Regions from separate parts of the Mus musculus genome. Here regions 2 and 3 are each linked to region 1. A link is a contact called in public ChIA-PET and promoter capture Hi-C data. All regions are on one chromosome and are shown on one strand. The core of a region is the stretch at or near the end of the contact, and the rest is flanking DNA. Distances in the headings are between cores, read along the strand shown.

Region 1 (3,025 bases), core at 318-2,817:
TGAAGGTTGCTAGGAACCAGTAGATTACGATAAACCATTTTTCAGAAAGTAAATTTTGCCTAAACACTAACAACCTTCATGATAATGAGATTTCTAAAGTTGCTGTACAGGGCTCTATGAGGGCATTGACTATCTAGTAATTCTGGCTCTGCTGGATATACTGTCTGTGCCCTATGAACCTCAGCTAAAATGAAGGTCTGTCTCAGGTGAATACAAACACCGTATGTGAGTCACTTTGCAATTACAGCTGACACCTGAAAGCATATTTAAAGCATGACAGCCACAATGCTAGATCTCTGTAAGACTGCCCTGGTCTCTGTCTCTCTTCCCAGTCTCAAGATGAAGAGAGCTCAGGATTCTTGACAAATCATAGGCTAATTTTTATTACACTTCTAAATTTAAAAAAGGCTGTCCCCAAAGACCTAAAAATTACTGAGCTGTGAGTGTTGTAAATTTCAGAGACATAAGATGTATTGCTTAAGGCTGTTGGGTCTGTTTGTTTGGTCTTTTTGTTGTTGTTTTCCTCCCAAATGGAAGTCACGTCAGGAAAAATATCTGTCCACACCAGGTCTACATGCTACGACCCAAGTCCATGAAACTGACTAGGGCCCCATGGACCATTTGCCACAGAGTAACATAGTTACTCAGTTCTCTGCTGCTGTGTTTCTCCACTCAAGAAAGCCGTTTAAAGCGCTGGGACAGTGAAACTCCGGCCACTTGAAAATTTCAAACCAGAATCTGAAACGGTGCCCCAATCCCACCCCTCGGTCAGAGGTACAGGAACCAGGAACAAGACATCTGAGCGAGCACTTAAAAGAAAGACAAAACAAACCTAGTAAAACTCCAAAGCAAAGCGCCTCTACACACCCTCAGCCTTTGAAACGTCTTGCCCCCACGAGTTGTTGTTTTTCCTCCCAGAGGGAAGGCAGTTTACGGCCGACTTCGCCTTCCCAGGGTGGAGCACACTCAGCTCTGCTGTCATCTCCCTTGTCCTGGACTGACACGGATACAACTGTGTGTGGTGCTTGGCTGTGCAAGTTCAAGTGTTTCCACCCTAAACCGAGGCAGTGGTTAAATCCTGAGTGCAGAGCAAGAAGCCGGTGGCCAGGGGCCTAGCACACCCTTGTGCTCGAAGTCACAAGCTGCAAAACCAGGCCGCCGGCGGCCCCACCCTGGCCCGTGCCAGTGCGTCTGCGGCCCCCTCCACGCCGGCCGCTCGCTCCTTTCTGGGTCACTCAGGGTGCAGGGCGAGGACGTGATCTCCGCCTCCCACCCTGCAGGGCCCCGGAGCGAGGCTGCGAACTTACTGCAGGCCGAGCTCGCACGCCTGACCCGGGGAGCCAGGGCGGCCTCGCACAGGCGGGCCAGGTCGTGCTGAGTCGCGCCTCCCCGCCGGGGCCGGACCCCCACCCCCGGCCGCCCTCGCCTTCACCCCACGGCCTCACCCCGGCCGCCGGACACACACGTGCCGGGTGACAGCCCCCTATAGGTTCCATACCTGCTGCCGGAAGTGAGCGAGGAGGGCAGTATAGGCATTTCCTGTGACGCCAGCGCCCGGACTCCATTAGACAGCAGCTGGGGGAAGAATCAACACACCAGGGAGCGGAGCGGCGCGGACCCAGCACCGAGGCGGCCGCTGCCTCCGCCGCCGCCTCCGCCGCCGCCGTCCGGGCTCCCAGCTTCGGGCCCGCGCCCCCCCCAGTGCCCGCGAGCCCCCGGGCCGCGCCGCGAGCGCCTCCGGAGGGGGGGGGAAGGGCCCGGTCCTCCTTCTCCCCCTCCTCCCGCCCCGCCGACCCCCGCCGCGCCCCGCCGGCCTCCCACCACGGCCTCTCTCGGCGAGGAAACTCTGGCCTCCGCTTCCTCCTCCTCCGACTCGGACGCCGGCGGAGCCTCCCCGCCCCCGCGAAAGAAGCCCCGAGCCTCGGCGGCGGAGGGAGCAGGAGAGCCCGGGGCCTCGGCGGGCCGAGCAGGCCTCCCCCCCCCGCCCTCGCCCTCGCCGGCCGCCTCCTCCTCCTCCTCCTCCGTGGTGGTGGTGGTGGGACTGCCTCCGGCCGCCCCCGCCGCCCCGCAGCGGAGCAGCGGCCACAGCCTGGTCAGCGGCGGCACCATGCAGGCCAACGGGGCGGGAGGAGGCGGCGGCGGGGGCGGCGGGGGCCAGGGCCAGACCCCGGAGCTCGCCTGCCTGTCGGCGCAGAACGGGGAGTCGTCCCCTTCGGCGACGTCCGCGGGGGACCTGGCCCACGCCAACGGGCTCCTGCCTGCCGCCCCCTCCGCCGCTGGCAACAATAGCAACAGCCTGAGTGTCAATAACGGGGTTCCCGGCGGGGCCGCCGCGGCCTCCGCCACCGCCGCCGCCGCCCAGGCCACCCCCGAGCTGGGCAGCAGCCTCAAGAAGAAGAAGCGGCTCTCGCAGTCCGATGAGGATGTCATTAGGCTCATAGGACAGCACCTCAATGGCCTAGGGCTCAAGTAAGTGTCCGTCCTACAACTGGTGAGGGCCAGGCCGGGGCCGAGCGGCCGGGTGGGTTGCGGGGACCCCGGGGCCCAGTGCGCAGGAGGCCGGGGACAGACAGCCCTGGGGGGGGGGGCGGTGGAGGGGAGGTCTAGGAAAGGGAATCGGCCCGATGTCTTAAGGCCAGCCGAGCCGCCTGGGCTGGGGAGGGGTAGTGGAAACCCAGGGCGACCCCTCCCCGCGCACCTCCAGAGCAGGATTGTCTGTCCGGGAAGGCGGACACCGAGGTTGTTTATGCTGGGGGAGGGGTGGATCAGAGCGGTGGAAATAATGAACCTTGGAGGATTTGTTTTTCAAGTGTGTCTCAGAGGCATCTTTGTGGGACACCTCCCCACCCCCACCCCTGACCGACAGCAGCCCAGGCAAACTACCAATCAGGAAGGACAGTCGCCTACAAGTGTTTATGGGAACTAAGGGGCTGGCATAATTTGGAAAGAGGCTGTCGAGTAAATCTGATGGGAATAATGAAGTCAGATACCCAGTGGAAGTCATGCAGACAGAGGCCGTGTGTGT
Region 2 (3,025 bases), core at 341-2,840, 300 kb before region 1:
CTCTGGGTGGCCCCATGGTTGTGTACCGTCCCTCGTGGCCTGGGAGACAGCCTACGCTCCTGCACCTTGCCCCGCCCATCCTGGATCATTATTGCGCTACCTTGTCTGCAGCTGTCTCCAGCTAATCACCAGTGTGTGAGTCTGGCGGCCAGAGAACTCGATTGTACTGTCATGCTGAGGCTCTTTTGGTTTATTTGGGCTTTTTTTCGCAGCTGGCATCTGCGAAAGCCCATCTCCAACAGATGAGTTAGCACAATTATACCAGTTATGGGCACTCGTCTGTGTCTCACATCCTGAATCTCCAGGAAATCAAGGCAGAGCCTATAGAAGCAGAGCTATTACCCAACATGGGCATTGTGTCTTCTTATATTTAGATTTCATGGGGACAGTGATTATAGAAGCCCCGTGGTTTCATATCTTCAAGGCATCCGGCACAGGCTGAGTTCCAGCTTGGGGCCATGGGGTGAGGGGAGCTGTGGTGTGAGGGGATATGACCGCTGTGTTTGTCAAACTCTGATGGCAAGAATCATTGCATTAACCCCAGATCCCTCTTTCCTCTCCAAAACACCCAAATCAGAATCTCAAGGGAGCAGTCTGGGAAACCATCACTGGAAGAATCCTTGGGCAGTTAGGGAATCACTCTCTGGGAGAGTATAACAGTCTTGCCAAGGGAGCCAAAGGGGTCGGGGGTCAGGGGTCAGGGGTCAGGGGGCCCGACAGATCCAACTACCTATAGTCCTGGACGAAGATGTTACTTCTTAGAGCTTCCACATCCTTTCATGAACTCTAAGAGATCTTATCTGTATTCAAGGATTGAGACACTGAACAGCATACAGAAGACTCTGCAGTCGCCCTTAACTTTGGCCCCACTAGGAACTGGGTCTGCAGAAAGAGCCCCCGACACCCTGATGTAGACTATACACACCAAGAGAAGGCAGAAGACATGGACATTCCATGCACAGTCGATTGCCAGAGGCTGGGTAGGCCTTTTAGCCACCTTAGCATCTGAAGGACCCCCACTTAGGCTCAGAGCTTTCTGAGGATTGGACAGAGGGTTTCTTTGTGAGTGGGGAGAAGGCAATTAGCGGGTAGTCCTTAAAACTGCAGTCATATATCCACAGAAACCAATTCTCTGGACTCTTACCCCTGGTTCAGAAATCTTGAGTGATGATTGTCCTAAATCACCTTAGATGTTCTATATGGACTTTACTGGTGCTGGGTCATCGGTGCTCATACAGGCCTGGCCTAAAACCCCTCTCAGCTTCAGCCACCTCATGCACTGCGTGGTGAGGCCCGGACTTGGAATCCAGGCTGAGTATGTTGACAAACTCTAAAAGTCAAGCAGGTCTGTTTTCTCTACCCTCCTCGTTATGAAGGGAGGACATATGCTGTTCTGACACCTGTCTGGACTTCCTGGCACTGGTTTGGACAACAAACAGTGTGACTGTTTAACAAAAAGGAAAGAGAGTCAGAAAAGCCCTGGACAGCCTCTGACCTGCTCTGACTTCCTGGCAGGCTGAGTGTCGCTTGGTCGCCTTGACCACCAGAGGGAGAAACCTTGGGAACATTTGCTCAGGACTCTGTGCCCTGAAACAACAAACCACCATCCCATGCTCTCTTGCAGTCACTCTCCTTGACCTGGGGATTCAAGGAGTATGCTTGCCCAGAGCCCTGGAGATGCACCCCCGCCAACACCACACCTTACTATTCTAAATACATATCTCAAGCCAAAGTTGCTAACGAGCTTGGAGAAACGGGTAAAAAGGAAGACAGTGGTGGCGATGAAGGAGCTGAGCCAGCAAATCCAAGAAACCAAATGCCGGCGGGAAAGGCTGCTGAAGGACAGCAGGCAGCTACTAGAGGAAAAATACCGTGTGCAGGCTGAAAACCAGCTTTTCATGGAATACCTGCGTAAAAATAAGGAACAGTGTGAGAAGAAACAGGAGGAGCTGTGGAAGCAGTACGTCCAAGAATGTGGCGAGATAGAACGCGAGAGACAAGAATTGGCATCCAGATACAACCAGAGAAACGCAGCTCTTCAAGCCCAGCTCCTGCAGGGCAGAAAGACCCAGAAGGATTTGAAGCAGCAGTTGCAGGCACTGAAGCCAGTTTACAAGATAAAGGAGGGCCAGGACGTGAAAATACAGACCTTGGAGAAGGAGCAAGAGAAAGTCCGAAGTGAGACTGCGACCAAGGACCGGGAGGCGCACTTCCAGTTCCTGCGGGAAAAGGCACTGATGGAGAAGGAGCTGCAAGAGTGGCATCTGATGGAGCTGGGGCAGATCAACACCACGGGGCTTACGAGGAAGTACAAGGCCTTGGCGCTAGCAGCCAAGCAGGCTCATTCTGAGTTCTGTGGCAGTCTCCACAGGGAGAACCAGCAGCTACGCAAGGAGCTTCAGCAACTGAGCCAGGAGTACGGCAGGTTGGATGCTGTGAGGAGCCAGCTGGAAAAGCACCGGCAGCTGGCGAAGGAGCAGCAGTGGTACCTAGAAGCCTTGACCAGAGGGCGGCAGCGGCTGCAGGCAGAACGCGAGCGCCATCATCGTGGTCATAACCCACGCCTCAAGGAACAGAGAGCTTCAAAGACCATGCTGAGCACCAAATCAAAAGCAAGTTCAAAGTAACAGCTACTGCAACTGAATTGAGGCGCAGGGAATAATCTACAAGCCAAAAAGTATCCTTCGTGGAAAATAGAAACACACTTTCAGGAAGGGCAGTTGTTGCAGCATGGGGTCGTGCTCCTTGTCTGGGACCCACATCCTCACTGTCTGTGTCCCTGGGGCTGTTGTAGATTCCGGAGATTTAGAACACTTGGAAAACTTTTTAACGGGTTATACCACCCATTTTTATAGTAGCATTTGAAATTCTCAGAGTACCTAGTTAAGACATGTATTTTACCACACTTTTTTTTTCTTAATGTGTACTCTGCAGTCCACAAAGTATAGTGTATAGCTTACATGTTCTATGTATTTTGGGCCATTTGAAGCAAATAAGAATCTTATTTTAAATTGTAGGGGTTTGT
Region 3 (3,025 bases), core at 371-2,870, 290 kb after region 1:
ACCATCTGATACCGTCTTCTGGTGTGTCTGAAGAGAGTGACAGTATACTCACAGACATAAGAGAAGTAATTTTTTAAAAACCATAGGCCTAAATATTTGCATGTATGTGTACCACTATGTCACTGGCGGCTATGGGGGTCAGAAGACGGAGACGGATCTCTTGGGTCTGACGTTAAGGATAGTTTTAAGCTGCCATGTGAGTACTGGGAACTGCACCTCTTCAAGGCCAGTAAGTGCTCTTAACCACTGAGATAATTGTCTAGACCTGTAAAAATAAGCCTTTTAAAACAAGAAAATAATCAGATGTAGAAGCACACTCCTTTAATCTTGACACTCAAGATACAGAGGTGGGCAGACCTGTCACACATGAGTTCTAGGCCAGTCAGGGCTACAGAATGAGACTGTTAAAAAAGAAAGAAAGAAGCCGGACGTTGGTGGCGCACGCCTTTCATCCCAGCACTCAGGAGGCAGAGGCAGGCAGATTTCTTAGTTTGAGGCCAACCTGGTCTACAGAGTGAGATCCAGGACAGCCAGGGCTACACAGAGAAACCCTATCTCAAAAAAGAAAAAAGAAAAGAAAAAGAGATGAAAATAGAAGATAACACAGAAGAAAATCCAGCTGATGTGGGGTCTGGTATGGGACTTTTCAGATACTGCACCACAGTGAGGAGAGACTGCCATGTGTCCAAGCAAGGAGGCAGATGCAGAGAAGCTACTGCAGAGAAGGCAAGAAGATGATCCTACATGAAGTTCTTTCTCCTGGCCCAAGTCACAGCTACAGGCCTCTAGACCCAGGGCATGGGCCAAGTAAGAAGGGGTCCCACCCACAGAGCAGGGATAGGGATATGCAGAAAAGGACTAGGAGTGAGGCGACCAGCCTACAGAGCCAGGGGATGCTCAGAGGACCACACCCAGGGCCCTGGGGAGGTCAGCTGGACAGGGAGGGGACAGAGGGGTGTCTTTGGCTACATCAGTAGTAGAGCAGGATGGGACACAGCAGGGCTGATGATCAGGACAAAGGAAGCCTCTGGAAAAATAACTAGTAGCTAGATCCTTGAGGGAGAGAAGCCCAAAGCCCAAAGGGACAAAGAACCAAGAGAAGATGCAAGAGACACTCACTTTAGATAGCCACAGGCTGGGCTAGCATCAGGACCAGGGAGGCTGCGAGGGTATTTTTATCTTTACAGTAGAAGATGAAAGCTCAGATGTGGAAGTGAGGTCAGAGAAGCAGCTGTGCCTTGGGGAAAGAGGAACTGCTTCGGGTGGTGGTGGTGCCTGCGAGAACCCAGCAGCAAGCCTTAGTCCACAGTCTAGCAGCACAGCCGGGGAAGGTGGGGCCTGCAAAGCCCATCACACTATTGGCAGCAGGTCTGGGCAGGAGGCAAGCATGGAGGGCCCATAATCTACCTTCGCCTCCAAACACTATGCTTTTCCCAGGCCAGCCCTGGCTCTGAAGCCCTCTCTCCTTCAGAAGAACAAAGAGCTAATTAAAAAGCTAACTATAGTAGCACTCTCCTGTGATCTCAGCTCTGTGGAAGCAGAAACGGGAGGATCAGAGGCGGCCCAGGACTAACTACCCAGAGGCCTTAGAGGGTAAAGGATCTTACCACCAAACCTACCAATGTGCCTTCAGTCCCCAGAGTCACATGGTTCCCAGACCCACACAGTGAAGAGAGAACAGGTTCCTATCCTCTGACTTCCACACCACACTAAAGCTCATCCTTCTATTGTTTTGTTTTGTTTTGTTTTGTTTTGTTTAATTATCAATGGAGTGACTTGTCTACTGACAAGGGAGTTGATTGGTCTGGGGCCTACCTGGCCAGCATCTCAGCTTTACTTGACAGAGTGTTCTTCAGCTTTTTATCCAGCAAAGTGAAAAGGACTCTAGTCACGGGGGCATGGAAAGCCCCACCTCAGATCAAAGCACCAGGCCTCACGTCTAGTCAAGGGATGGTTGTGATGAGAGCCTGTCTGTAGATCCACATTGACAAGAGGCCCAGGCTACCTTGCAAGCTGCCCATACCTAAGAAAGTCTAAGAGGGCTGGACACAGCCCAGGGCGTCAAGATGATATGTGTGACCCTGGGCAGCCAAGGAGGTCCTCTAGAGAGGAAAGGATTTTTGCCTTGGACCATGTGTGCCTCCCTCTAGTATCCCTGTCTCTGAAATCACCAACCGTTCCAACGGACCTTGGCAGTTTCCACCTCCCATCTCTCATCAGGGGCAATCCTCTTGTCAGAAGCTTCCTCAGGGGGAGTGCACATGCATGAGTGTGGGCACCAGTTACTGTGTGCGCATGAGTCTATTACGTGTGTGTGTGAGCTAGTATGTATGCACATGAAAATGTGATTATGCGTGTGTGAGGATGATGCCGAGTATATATGAGTGTGTGCTTGTGTAAGAATGTGTGGTGAGTTAACTCTGGGTAAAACGGATTAGCCTTAAAATTGTAAACAATTGTTAGCTAAATGCTCTTGATTTTCTCTGGTTGTGGTATCTAAGCCAACATGGCCGGGTTACTTTCCCTGTTTGGTTGGCACACAGGAAAGTGCCCAGGGCAGAAATGCCTATCTAGGGTCTCCAGGCACCAGTGCTGGTTTGTCGAGCAGAGTTGACAAACTTCATTTTTCCTTCATGTATGTGTAGTATGCATCAGTGCCTTCGGAATCCAGATGAAGGCATCGGATCCCCTGGAACTGGACGACGTGAGCTGCCATGTGGGTGCTATTGAACTGAGGTGCTACGGAAGAGCAACCACTGCTCTTAACCCCTGATCCATCTCATCTCCCCAGCCCCCAAACTTTTAAACCTAATGTTTCAATAAAGTCTTGTTCCTCTTGAAAAAAAAAAAGAAGATATGTGATGGTGTTTATGCATGCACGAGTTAGTATGTGCACATGAGTTAAAGCGTGATTCTGTAGGCTTGTGTGTATGTGCTAGCAGCATGCATACAGATGTGCAAGTGATTTTGACATGTGCAAGTGAGGGATGTGTAAGTGTACCTGAGTGATGTGTGTGCTGTGTGG

What was found. Promoter capture Hi-C pulls out the DNA fragments that hold promoters and counts their contacts. ChIA-PET counts read pairs in DNA pulled down with a chosen protein or histone mark.
Region 2: a promoter capture Hi-C map of embryonic stem cells shows a contact between it and region 1, with 2.0 times the contacts expected there. The contact joins the promoter of Ccdc121 here to the promoter of Wdr26 in region 1. A contact is called at or near these places in 3 of 39 promoter capture datasets (embryonic stem cells, hippocampal neurons and neural stem cells), 1 of 115 datasets of contacts at active chromatin or transcription factors (craniofacial prominence) and 1 of 9 other capture datasets (embryonic stem cells).
Region 3: an RNA polymerase II ChIA-PET map of memory CD8 T cells shows a contact between it and region 1, with 45 read pairs. The contact joins the enhancer-like site here to the promoter of Wdr26 in region 1. A contact is called at or near these places in 4 of 39 promoter capture datasets (the HPC-7 cell line, embryonic stem cells, hematopoietic stem and progenitor cells and 1 more), 3 of 115 datasets of contacts at active chromatin or transcription factors (embryonic stem cells, memory CD8 T cells and pancreatic cancer cells) and 1 of 9 other capture datasets (adipose tissue).

The regions. Positions count from the first base shown.
Region 1 is chr1:181,210,520-181,213,544 of GRCm38.p6, reverse strand. Wdr26 (WD repeat domain 26) reads left to right here and starts at 1,567. Exons shown (of 14, transcript NM_145514.5): 1 at 1,567-2,469. The coding sequence starts at 2,108. It overlaps Gm38664, which reads right to left and starts at 2,109. Exons shown (of 6, transcript XM_011238899.2): 1 at 2,046-2,109; 2 at 1,499-1,735. The coding sequence starts at 2,109.
Region 2 is chr1:181,510,016-181,513,040 of GRCm38.p6, reverse strand. Ccdc121 (coiled-coil domain containing 121) reads left to right here and starts at 1,590. Exons shown (of 1, transcript NM_207280.3): 1 at 1,590-3,025. The coding sequence starts at 1,656. The coding sequence ends at 2,627.
Region 3 is chr1:180,920,711-180,923,735 of GRCm38.p6, reverse strand. Gm39715 (a long non-coding RNA gene) reads left to right here. Exons shown (of 3, transcript XR_865785.2): 2 at 651-807; 3 at 2,646-3,025. Among named protein-coding and RNA genes, the nearest start is that of Gm32199, 10 kb to the right of the region's middle. Within about 2 kb of position 1,620, at least 112 of the 459 cell types and tissues checked have an H3K27ac peak or open chromatin away from gene starts, as enhancers often do. A contact at or near this core is called in the HPC-7 cell line, memory CD8 T cells and pre-B cells, where this site is marked.